Linked DNA regions of Mus musculus: regions 1 and 3 are each linked to region 2. A link is a contact called in public HiChIP or PLAC-seq and promoter capture Hi-C data. All regions are on one chromosome and are shown on one strand. The core of a region is the stretch at or near the end of the contact, and the rest is flanking DNA. Distances in the headings are between cores, read along the strand shown. Region 1 holds the start of Tll2 (tolloid-like 2). Region 2 holds the start of Ccnj (cyclin J). Region 3 overlaps Sorbs1 (sorbin and SH3 domain containing 1).

The links. Promoter capture Hi-C pulls out the DNA fragments that hold promoters and counts their contacts. HiChIP or PLAC-seq counts read pairs in DNA pulled down with a chosen protein or histone mark.
Region 1: a contact with region 2 is called in an H3K4me3 HiChIP or PLAC-seq map of embryonic stem cells, with 2.2 times the contacts expected there. The contact joins the promoter of Tll2 here to the promoter of Ccnj in region 2. A contact is called at or near these places in 1 of 39 promoter capture datasets (cranial neural crest) and 2 of 115 datasets of contacts at active chromatin or transcription factors (embryonic stem cells and large pre-B cells).
Region 3: a contact with region 2 is called in a promoter capture Hi-C map of the HPC-7 cell line, with 5 times the contacts expected there. The contact joins the enhancer-like site here to the promoter of Ccnj in region 2. A contact is called at or near these places in 5 of 39 promoter capture datasets (the HPC-7 cell line, cranial neural crest, frontonasal cranial neural crest and 2 more), 1 of 115 datasets of contacts at active chromatin or transcription factors (pancreatic cancer cells) and 3 of 9 other capture datasets (adipose tissue, liver and macrophages).

The regions. Positions count from the first base shown.
Region 1 is chr19:41,204,871-41,208,532 of GRCm38.p6, reverse strand. Tll2 (tolloid-like 2) reads left to right here and starts at 1,759. Exons shown (of 21, transcript NM_011904.4): 1 at 1,759-2,056. The coding sequence starts at 1,888.
Region 2 is chr19:40,829,858-40,833,761 of GRCm38.p6, reverse strand. Ccnj (cyclin J) reads right to left here and starts at 2,483. Exons shown (of 6, transcript NM_172839.4): 1 at 2,320-2,483; 2 at 1,674-1,783. The coding sequence starts at 1,742.
Region 3 is chr19:40,393,444-40,397,387 of GRCm38.p6, reverse strand. Sorbs1 (sorbin and SH3 domain containing 1) reads left to right here. Exons shown (of 29, transcript NM_178362.1): 5 at 3,872-3,944. Among named protein-coding and RNA genes, the nearest start is that of A930028N01Rik, 99 kb to the right of the region's middle. Within about 2 kb of position 2,392, at least 48 of the 459 cell types and tissues checked have an H3K27ac peak or open chromatin away from gene starts, as enhancers often do. A contact at or near this core is called in the HPC-7 cell line, adipose tissue and liver, where this site is marked.

The DNA.
Region 1 (3,662 bases), core at 510-3,009, 380 kb before region 2:
AGACCAGCCTCTAATGTCTGCCTTCCAGAATTCTCTGTTAATGAGGAAGCCAATTGGCTGTTTTCTTAGGGCCATCTGGAAGCCTGGAAGTGTCACAGAAGTTTGTTAGCCCTTTAGATGTCGCTTTTGTGGCCTTATCTATTGACAGGTGGTGACCTTCACTGGGTGCATATAGCGAACTGTGGCGTTGGGTTTGACTCCCTCCAGCAGTCAGGCAGAAGTGCCATCCAACCTCCTCCACTGATGCTCTATTTTAGTGGCCACTTGGCCTTCCTTGCCATTTGGTGCCAGCTCTTCCTCTCAAGTCCCCTCCTCTCACCTGCCAGTTCTAGCAGATCTTGCCTAACCTGACTATAACTTCCGTGCTCATTTGATGACAGCCTCAGACAGGGTCAGCCCTCCATTACTAAGTGAGATTCAGAACAAAATAAAATGCTTCGTGAAACACTTTTCTTTGGTTAATCACTACCTGTCCTGGTTTGAAGAAACTGTTGTTCTAGTTAATAGATAAGGCAGATGATGATAGGATGAGACATTTGGAGCCTGGTGTAAAGCCCAGCTTTGGACTGCTTTGTCATTTAGCAGCTAGGAAACCATGTGGTAACAAGCCCCAAAGAGAAATTTAGTCCACCTTTCTTCCTGCAGTTAATTTAAAAAAACAAAAACAAAAAACAAAAACTCTGGATGTGATGCACTCACAAATCTTCACAGCACATTGACGTGCTATAATGCTTGATTAGGGCAATTTACTTGTATAAAAGGATCTTTGAAAATCCTTGCGGTTAATAATGTATGTCAGAGTGGATCAGTTCTGACAGTTTTTTTAACATTGAAGGTACATCACATAAGCGAGTTTCAAATAACGTCTGATTATCTCCCTAAATAATCTGGGTGCATGTTTTTCACTGGCACAAAAATAACCAGATTTAAAGAATCGCTCATTTTTATTTTATCAAACTAACGGCAAGGCTTGCTTGGTATGTCTGTAACTTTAAATAACAGTGTTGCTCATTTGTGAGTCTTTGACTATCAAAAGCATCCCAATTGGGACAGTTTTACTGAAGGATAAGCTCATCGTTATCCATCCTTACAAGTCCCACCCACAACTTCGGGTTTGGTGGGTGCTGCAGCACGCACCTGTGCTGGTGGGACCAGGGCTGTTGAAAGAGTGGAGAGAATCCTGCTCATTCCCCCCTCCTCGCCCCCTTTGCTGAGGCATGTGAGACACACTGCATTCTGCAGAGAAACGAATTTCGAAAGCACGAAGTTGGCAGCAGCGAGGTGTCCAGGACTACTCACACACACCAAAGCTGCTGGCCCTCCTGCGTCCTGCCACGCGTGCATCTGGGAGTTGTGAAATGAGTTACTAGAAGGAGGTAGGGCGCGAAGTCTAGCCTCAATGTTGAGCAGTGTTGCGCGCACCACAGTGTCAAAACAAGATTGCATTCGGCCAGGTGGGCGTGCGCCCCGGGGAGCCCAACACTTGTCAGCATCTTCGGTTTGCTTGGGTTCCTCCGAAGTTACGGAGGTGCAGGGAAGAGGAGGGGCCTCGCCTAGGACGCATAAGTGATTGGCTGTCCGGGGCCCTTGGAGAGGGCGTGTGGTCCAGCCCTGGTGGAGAGGGGCGGAGCGGCCACTGTTCCTACCGCTGCCGCCGCCAGCACAATCACAGCCACCGCAGCCTTGGCCTCTGGGCAAGTCGTGTTTAGCAGCGGCTTCCCGGGTGTCCAGGCCGGACGAGAACGCCTTACTGGGCTTGCTTGGTACCCTACCGGTGCCTGGCAGCCAAGCAGCAGCCACCACAACCGACCCTGTACGTGGTGTCTCTCTGGATCCGAGCTTTCTGTGCAGGTTAAGTCCCTCGGGCCCCGCCGACCCCTTGCCACTATGCCCCTTGCGACCACTCTTGGCACCCTGGTGCTACTGTTGCTGCTACCGCTGCCCCGCGGTGCTGAAGTGACTGGGGACCATTCGAATGTCGCCTTGGACTACGGAGCCTTGGAAGGCGAGGAGGGCACGGAGCAGCAGCTGCATTACCACGACCCCTGCAAAGCTGGTAGGTACCACCGCTGGCTGTCCTAGTCTCCGGGCAAGTCGGGCTGAAGTTTGCCTTTGAAATGCAAATGAGGGGTGGGCAAGGCGGGCCACTCCGCTCCTGAGAGATGTCCCCGGCTCCCGCGGGAGGGGGAGGACAATGTCTGCGGGAAACTGCTTTAGTACTCCTCCAAGTCCAGGAGGACATCCTGGTCCCAGGTTAGCAGTGCACATCGGGTGGCGGCCGCAGGATCGGTCCCATAGGGAATTCTGGCGGATGTGGAAAGCAAAGCCTGTGTGGTGCACGGTGGGCTCGGGTCGCCTGTCAGCCTCTAGGCACCCGCTACCTCCAGACACTGCAGGAGTCGAGCCTGGCTGGGCGCGGCGCTCCAGGCTCTGTCCGATGGAGTAGCTGGCTTCATCGGAGTTCACAGCAGTTGGAAGTTTCCCGCGAAGTTTCCAAGATCTGTAGTTACTCTTGGGAAGAGATTAGAAGACAGACAAAAAAGCTTCACAGGACAGAAGGAAGAGTCCCCTAGGGAGAACGCCCACGACTTGAATTGCTCCAGCTTCCCCCCCACCCGTGCCCCTACCCCCGCAGTCTCCTCAGCACCCGACTGAGATGGAAGTCAGCAGGTGCTCTAATTCCACCAGGAAGCTGCGCCCCAGGACTGCACCGGGCACGCCAGCATTTGAGCACAAACCTTTGCCCCAGCTACAGGGCCTGCTTCCCTCCAGCTACTAACCCTGTTTTGGGATGTGCGGCAAGAGATAGATGGGGGGTGATAAAGCATCCCAGCAAAGGTTACTAAGTATCTGTCCGCAAAGGACCCAAACGTATCAAAGTCAAGAGCAGTTACTAGCTGGGACCCAAGCAGGTGCAGGACTCAGACTACCTTGAGGCTGCTCCTGGATGGTGGCCGAGAACCCGTTAGTAGTGTTTTCCTTTGTCCATTGCCCAACCTGATTGATTCGCTTCTGGTGTGCAAAAATAAGGGATAAGAGGCCTTGAGGATACTTGAGGCGATCAGAGTGGTTCCTCTGGGCACAGTGGCCCATCAGGTCTGGGCCATTTCATTCCCTCAGTTCATAGAGACTTCTCTCAGCCTCAGGCTCCTCATCTCTAAAATGGAAGAAGGTAAACAGAGGACTTGGGTGGGAATTTCTTGCCATTGGAATCAATTATAGAGTGTTGTCGTTATTTTTACCATTACTGTGGTAACTCTAGGGCATAGGCTGGAGTCACTTCACAATGCATGTTCTCTGAAGAAGATGAGGTTCCTAGGAAGGCCTCAGGTGTTCTTGAGACCAGAGGGGCCTGTGCATATGGAAGGTCAAGCTGGGTGTGGGGGGACCTGGCCTTAACCACAGGAAAGATGCCAGAAAAATCCAACTGTATATGAGGCCCCGGGATGGGAAATAGAATGGGTGACTTCCGGGAAATAGAGAAGGTGGTACCTCCAGATAAATGAAGGTACCATGCCTGATTGTAATGTCCAGCCGGGATGGTCTGAGCATGGTTAGAATGGTGACCTGGTCCTAAAATGAGAGTGCCTAAGCTTGAGATGAGCAGGAGCAACAGTCACACCTGTCAGATTCAGAGGAGCCACCTCTGGGAGGCAGTAGGG
Region 2 (3,904 bases), core at 1,234-3,733:
AAGTTTATTTAACTTCCTTGACTCCAGTGCACTACAAATAGTGATCTCTCCAGCTGTAAAGTTCAAGTCCTACACATTAATGTAAATCCTCTATGTTACTATTGCCAGACATCAGGACCGTCGTCTACAGAGAGCTTAAAGACAACATAAAGGCAACCCCAAGTAGTTTGCAACAGGTGGCCTGAGACAGGCTTCAGAAGTAATCCCCAACATCCACCTGACTACAGGGCTGCCTTATTCCCTAACTCCTTCAGAGACTACATAAGCATGCCAACAAACTCTAACTTAAGAAAGAAAGAAAATTCTACGTCTAAGATCACCTGTAAAACTAATTCAGTCAATTCTTTATGATTAAAACTACCTACATATGAAGTATTAGAACTAAAAGTCACAGGGATCATCATGAAAAAAAAATCTTTAAACTGTCAGCCCCACCCCCACACTCAAAGTACCATTACCATTTAAACCAAGTAACTAGTTTTGCTACACACTAGAAAGATAAAAAGACTGACACTTAGAAAAATCCAAATATACCTCCCCAAAATTCAAAGTGAATTGGGACTTTTCCCTCTAACATTCCAAAGAACCTTTCCGTAGTTGGAACATTTATGTAGAGCAATCTCATAGGGGTCTGGGATGTACTCAGAGTAAGAGACTGAATGCCAGGACTATTAAAGAACTTTTGGAAATTTCAAGCTGGGGGTGCAATTTTAACAACTTAAGCCAAGATTCCATGTCCTAATCTGCTTAATTTGGTCATATACACCAGATATAAACCTATTATCATTGAAAAATCCCTAAGGCTCAAGCTACAGGATCTTATTAAAGAGTCAGCTGTTTCGATCCTTTCCCAGTTTTCATCCAAGGTGAAACTGAGTTAAGTTGATCATTCTGGGTCTTCCCTCTGGCTGTCAGAGAAGCAGGGCTATCGCATATATCTGACTTATAACATCCATCCTATAATCATTAGTTAGAATACCCAGGCTTTGGTCCAAAAGGAGTAGGTTCCCCCCCCCCCATGACTATTAAGAACATTGTGTCTATTTTCTACACTTGACATTACCAAGGAATAGCTCCCTCCACCTTAAGGCTTTTTGTATAGCCTGGATTTGAAGGACCAAGGAACAGTAAGTTATCACATAGCTCTTACACTGTTCTAAGTTCCTGCACAGTACATACTTAACAGATTTCACAATCACCCCATAAGGACGTTCTGTCGTTGTTATTTCTCCTTTTACAGACGAGGAAACTGAGAAAGAGAAAATTAAGTTGTCCGAAGTCTCAGAGCAGGTTTGGGGAAAGGTTGGAGAACTGAGTTATGTACAGGGCTTACACCAGCTTCATGCAACAGCATGTACGAAACAAGGAGGGCTGTTCACTCACACACAGACACAGACAGACAGACAGACAGACACACACACACACACACACACCCATGGTCGACCTGGCAACATCGGAACACCATCCACCTTCCTTCTCCCAACTACCACGCCCCAGTCTTCTCCACATTTACAGGTTCTTCGGATGCAGCCCAGGGAAGGAAGAAGTTAATTAACTTTGACAAATGAGCAAACTCGCCTTCTCTGGCCTGGAAGGTAGAGAGTAAAGAACCTGACTGGCCTTTCCAGGAAGCACAAGAGCCGGGATGGGGAAAGTCGGGTCTCGGGAGTTACCTTGTACCGAAGCGCCTGGTGAATATCCGCAGCCAGCTGTCCTCGCCACCACTGCCCCTCCAGCTCCATGGAAGCCGGAGGTGCGCCCGGCCAGACGCCGCAACTTCAGTCTGGAAGACACGCCCCAGACGCGGTCACGGCCAGCAACTCCCCCCCCCCCCAGTCCCCCCGCGATCCTCCGCGCCCCCTCCTCCAGGGATGCGATCTCAGGTCACCCCGTGCGGCTGCTCCTCTTCACCTGACCCGACCCCGAGCCATCTTCCAACGCCAGCAAGGCCTGATCTACCCAGTCGTCTGCAATCGCCCGCTGCAAGAACTGCAGAAAGGTGCGAGCTCTGAAAGCTCCGGGCGGGACGGCCCACCTCGGGCTCTCCGAGTTCTGGGTTCGACCTCAGCCGCCTGCACTTAGGCGCGGGAGCCCTGACATTGTCAGAACGTCGCCGGAATGGAGAGTGACCAGCGCGCGACACCAGGTCCGCGCCGACAGCCCCGCACGCTCCACCACCCTGGGGGTCTGCGGTGCGCCCGCCGCAGCGCGGACCCGGAGCGGCAAACAAAAGGCCGGGCGGGCGGCCGTGCTCCGCGCCTCGCTTCCCCTCGCCTCGCTGCGCTCCCGCAGGCCTGCCCGGCCCACGCGGTTTCTTACCCGGAACCGCGGCCCTCAGAGCCCCAGCCCGGCCGGCGTGCACGGGGCGCCGGCAGCGTTCATGCCGCGGACCGTCGGCCGCGAAGCCCCCGCCTCAGCTAGGGCCCAGCACCCGGGCGCTCGCGCCGCCCATTGTTAAAGGACCGGCAGGCGGCTCGCCGTACAAAGCCAGCGCCGGGGCACGGGCCGCCCCGCGCTGCCAATCGGCTCTCGCGATACAGCGGGGTCGCGCCTCGCCGTCCAATCGGCGGCCGGGCCGAGCCAGGTGCTACTCCGTCTCCCGGGCCCCTGCCCGGTGCCGGGCGGTCTCGCTCTGCAGCCTCCGCGGTCTGTCGGCGCCCGAGGGCCGCTCACCTGCAGAGAATCTTTGATGGGTCCCGGGTGCTGGCAAAGAAAGATGCGATGTCTCAGCCCCGGGATTAAAACTTGGCAGCGCGGATCTGGCCCGCTGTCTCACTTCCGAGGGGCTGCTCTCCGGGATCCTCCCCCTACCCTAAGCCTTCCGAATGGGCTTTAGCTCTTACCAGTCCCTAAGGCGCTTTGGTTGTCGAGTTCTGCTCCAGTCTCCCCTCTAAACCCAGTACTCCTTTTAGCTCTTCTAACTCAGCTCTTCTTGTTGCTTTCACTTCGGCGATTCGCGCGAGTTGCGACTGGAATTGACATCTTTAGCAACCTGGCTTGTCAGATCCATAATGGATGTAATTGACCATCTGTGGTGGTCAAGGAAGAGACCCTAAACGGTGGGAACACTCCAGCGTCAATTGAGGCGATTGGCTGGGGCTGGAAATGTAACAGAAACCCCATCAGTTGTATTTGAGAGTGTCTGGAGGACCACCCCAAAAGAAGTAGATGGGTTCCCTCAATTTTCCAGAGACTGTAAAGCGACTTCCTTCAATATTTAAACATAAATCATGAGACCTCACCCCTTACTTTGAATATTTTGTTTAGAAAGAGGAAGAGTGACAAAGGGCTAGTACAGAAAAGGATGAGTGCACACTTCGGGAGCATGGCTTATCACCCTGGTATTTGCATCCATCCCGGAAGGGCTGCTGCAGACCCCTGTGTGACAGTGTTATACAATGCCTGGGGAGAGCAGGGGTTCAGGAAATGATGGGAAGAAACTGGAAGCATGCACGTGAAAATTGGCAGAACCCAGCCTAGCCCGGTGCATTTCGGGAAGAGACTACTAGTAGAGGGAAAGGACGTTATCTGGCTAAAATTTCCATGTCATTTATGGTATTTAAGTAGTACTCAGTTTCCAATTCACGACTACTAAGCAGCTTTTGGCTTCCAAATGATTTAGGGTCCAGGCCTTTCTTAAGAACCTTTTCAGAAAAGTGGGTCACAGACTATAATTGCCTATGCGATCCTGTAATAAGCAGGTTGTCCTACAGTCTACTTTGAACACGTTGTTTGCCGGGAGAGACCGGTTCAGAAATCATGTATTATTCTAGACTTAGATGGCTCTTTATAAGATGCCAGTATTCATCCTTGTTCATGCCTGTGTATGTCTCTGGTGGTCTCTCTAGAGTCTACATTCCTAAAAGGAATTTCGGTCTTACTATTTTTTTCATCCCTTTAGAGT
Region 3 (3,944 bases), core at 1,143-3,642, 440 kb after region 2:
AGAAGACAGAGGGCAGAAGATGAGGGGTGGGAGGCCTGGGTGGCATGAGGCTGAGTTCCTTGGGCACAGGACATCTATGCCATTTTTATCCCTCACCTCCCTAGCTTGCTGCCCTCCTCCATTCAGTTCTTGTGAGCTATACTCTTAGGGTCTTGGGGCTGTCTTGGCTGTCTTGCACGTAGGGAATATTGAGGGGGGGCGTGCTGTGGGAGGGCTGCAAGGGAATATTTAAACTGGGAGCATGGGAGGGGCTTCTGAAATCCTGGGATCACCAGTTTCACTCTTTAAATCTGTATATAGAAGAAACTTTTATTAAAAGAGTTTGTGTGTGATGTTGGGGGGGGGAGGATGTGTGTGTGAGATACATCACAGCAGTAGTGATGGCTTCCCTCTGCCTTAGCTAGACTCACGTTTGGTAGGAAACAAGGAGACAGGTGTAACCTAAAGGTCATCAGAATGGCCTGCAATGGACACCGAGCCAGGATAACTGGGCTCCTGCCTCAGCCTCTGCACTTGAGAACAAAGGTAGAACAAGTGACTGAGTGATTGGCTGAAAACAGCACCCCAAATCTGCTTCCCACCCCAGCGCAGTCTCCCAAGTGATTGTAAGGTACAGTGAACAGGATTCCTGTGAGAAGTTCATTCAATCTAGATCTATGCAGAATTGTCGCTCCTGTCTCAGTTATTGTAAACATAGACTGTGTGCGTGCTGTGTGCCTTCCGAAGCAGCAGCAGGATGGACAGAATGGGCGCTGTCCACTTTCCTTCCATTCCTTCCTGCCCACTTGGCAATCCCAGTCACGTGGTGCTGAGTCAATAGTCTCTTATTTCCAAGCAGACCTACCCCGTGTCATTCTGTTTTCTGTGACTCTGAGACCCCTGGGCACAGTCCATTGGGGTTACTCTGGCACCATGCTGCATCTGCAAGGGAGGTTTGGTGATGTGCCTGTCATTGAGATGGGTGGTCTAGGCAGGCAAGAAATGGGGTCTCGGCATCCAGCGCTGTGTACTGGGGTGCTGTCCAGAGCCTTCCTCATCCACTTGGCACCTCTTTTCTAGCAAAGAGTGGGATTAAGCAGCACCATCTGTTTCCCAGCAGATGGGGGTCAGAGCAGGTACAGGACCCTAAAAGGTATGCTTTGAAAGAAGCAGCTTTGAGGCCTGAAGGACCAGGCAGTCTACAAGGGCATTCCCCCTTTTAGCTGCACTCAACCTACAGCCATGGCCCCGTCCTCAAATTCCCGGTTGTACAGCAGATGACCCACTGTTCCTAAGGGACACCTCGTACTCTGATTGTATCCCCCTTCCTCTACTTGCCAGGCCATCTGTGTCTCTGTACATCTCTGTCCAGCCCTGGCAAGCTCCCTGTGCCAGGGGCTGCCAATACCCATGGATCAACTCCATCTGAGTGATGGCCTCAGAAAGCTTCAGCCATCTTGGCCCAGAACCCCAGAGAGAGAAAGCAGGCTATTTTTAAGGACTGCATCCACGGCTCTCTTCATTGTTCTTGTGGCGTAGGCAGTTTCCTCCTATTGTCCCCACACAGTTCCTCGACTTGCCTGAGCGGCTCCCAAATGTTGTTTCTGGATGCACCGTTTACCCTCTTGTGTTTCCAACAGCCGACCCTTTCCGTGCTCGCTCTATATCTGCTGTTAAAATAATTCCCGTGAAGACAGTGAAAAGCCCTTCAGGCCTAGTACTCCCTCCAGGTATCTCTCTTTGGGGCTGTTTCTTTTAATTGTCCGATCATGCATGGTTTCTTTCCTTCTTTGCTCCTAACACCATACTGTGAGCCCTAATCCTCGCATGTGTAGAAGGCATTTCCTCTCCCTAAGTTGTTTCCTCTGTGTGTGCGTGTGTGCGCGCGCGCGCGAGTGTGCGTGTGCGTGTGCGTGTGTGTGGTCTGTCTGCAAGTGTGTAAGCCAGGGAGGAGTAAGGGAAGAGCCTGAGGCTGCAGCCTTGTCTTCCTTGCTTTAGAAGGCTTACTGTAGAGGCTGAACCTTCTTTGTAGTGGGGCTCTCTCCTGAGAAGTTTGCAACTCCCAATACTTCTGTGAAAACTGTGTTTCCGGGAGAGTTAGCCTGGCCTCAAACCTCTGAGTCAGGCTGAATGTGAAGCAGCTCCTGTAGATGTTGGATGGTGACTCCCCGTGTGATACTCAGGGCCATTTCCCAGAGCACTCCAGCCCCTCTCTGGCTTCGCCTGCAGTTCCTTCCTGCCTCTCCTCTCCAAGAGGTGGGGGGGGGGGTGTACATTTCTGATTCAAAGTTCTGTGTAGTCAGAGTGGGATGGGTGGAGCTCAGAAGTTGGACAGATCTGGCTATGCGTCCAGGATCGTACAGCTGGGCTGTAGATTTGCCAGTTTGCCTGATGTTCCTATGACCAAGGTTTGGCTTTCCTAATAGTTTTATAACACCAGTCACTTACTCTCTTGATGGGGCTAGGCGCTCCCTGGGGTTGCCATGTGGTCTGGGATGTGCTGTGAGTTTTGTGGTTTCCTCCCCATGGAAGAGGGGGTGTTGGGGGCAGGAATAAAGAGCAGGGGGAAAGGAAACTTGCTTTCTCATTACTTCCCCCCACCCCACCCCCAAACAGACATGGGCAGGGTGTTGAGTCCCACCCAAAGACACGCTGTAAGCTCCAGCCTCGCCCTCTCATCCTCATTGTGGTAATTTTAGATCAGGAAGCTGGACTCTGAGCAGTTTGGCAGGTGTGGGGATGTAGGAAGTAAGTGTGGAGTTGACTTGACTTAGCTGCATAGAAACACTTGGCTCTGTGCTCTGAGAAGTAGCGTGGTCTGTTCTCCTTCCCTGCCTCGTTACTGACTTTCCTGAAGGAGGGACACTCAGCCTGCTAAAGACAGCAGGCCTCTGTTAGCCACAGAGTCAGTTAGTTACAGTGAACCACAGTCAGAAATATGAAATGAAGTTATTAAATATTAAGTGAAAAATGTTAACTGGAAACAAACAACACACTTTTTATTGAAATCACTTTTATATAATGAAATAACGTATAACAATGTTATAACGCTACCATTTTATCAGAGTCACTGTTGCCAGTCTTATTACTGTGCCCAACTCATACATTAAACTTTATCAAAAGCACGTCTGTTTGTATAGGAAAGATTGCTCCCATAGGCTGAGTATCATCTGTGGTTTAAGGCATTTGCAGAGGGACTGGGGACATGTAGCCCTGGATTCAGGAGACTGCTTTGCGGGTCTTCCTAAAGATGTCCAGGCTGGTATGGACCTTGCCTCTGCCTGTGGACAGTGAGGAGTCTATAGACTATAGAGAGGTTCAGAAGACACTGTTGAGTGTGACCAAGCCTGTCTGGCCACCTTCCTGTTTTCTCATTATGCCTGAGTGTGAAAGCTCCCATCTGTGAACAGCACCTCCCTCTGTCCCGTAGTTCAGGGGTATTCACCAATGAGAGCATCCCCGAGGTGCCACATTGCCAGCTTGCTTTTTTTTTTTTTTTTTTTGGTGAGAAGGGGATCAGCAAGCTTGAGAGCCCTTTCACAAACTCTCCTGTGAACCATGCCTTACTAACTGGCCAGTAGTCTGCTTAGCAACCCAAAGTTCATTTCGTAGAAGGAATGAGCCAGCTTCCTTCCACTGGTAAATGTTTTCAGCTGACATTGTAACTCATGCATTTCCTCAGAGCTTACCTTGCCTCTTTTCCCTAATTTCACAATGCTGGTGTACCGCTGTACCGATTAATTCTCATTGGTCGTAGATGTTTGAAGAGTAGGCTTAGATGTAACCAGGTTCGTCTCAGTCCTCCGCTATAACCATCTGCTCACGGACTGGACTATCCTGCTCCCTCAGAAGTCTTGGCTCACACCCTCCCGTTTGGATCTTTCCTTTTCAGACATGGACCCTACCAAAATCTGCACTGGGAAAGGAACAGTGACTCTTCGGGCCTCGTCTTCCTACAGGGGAAC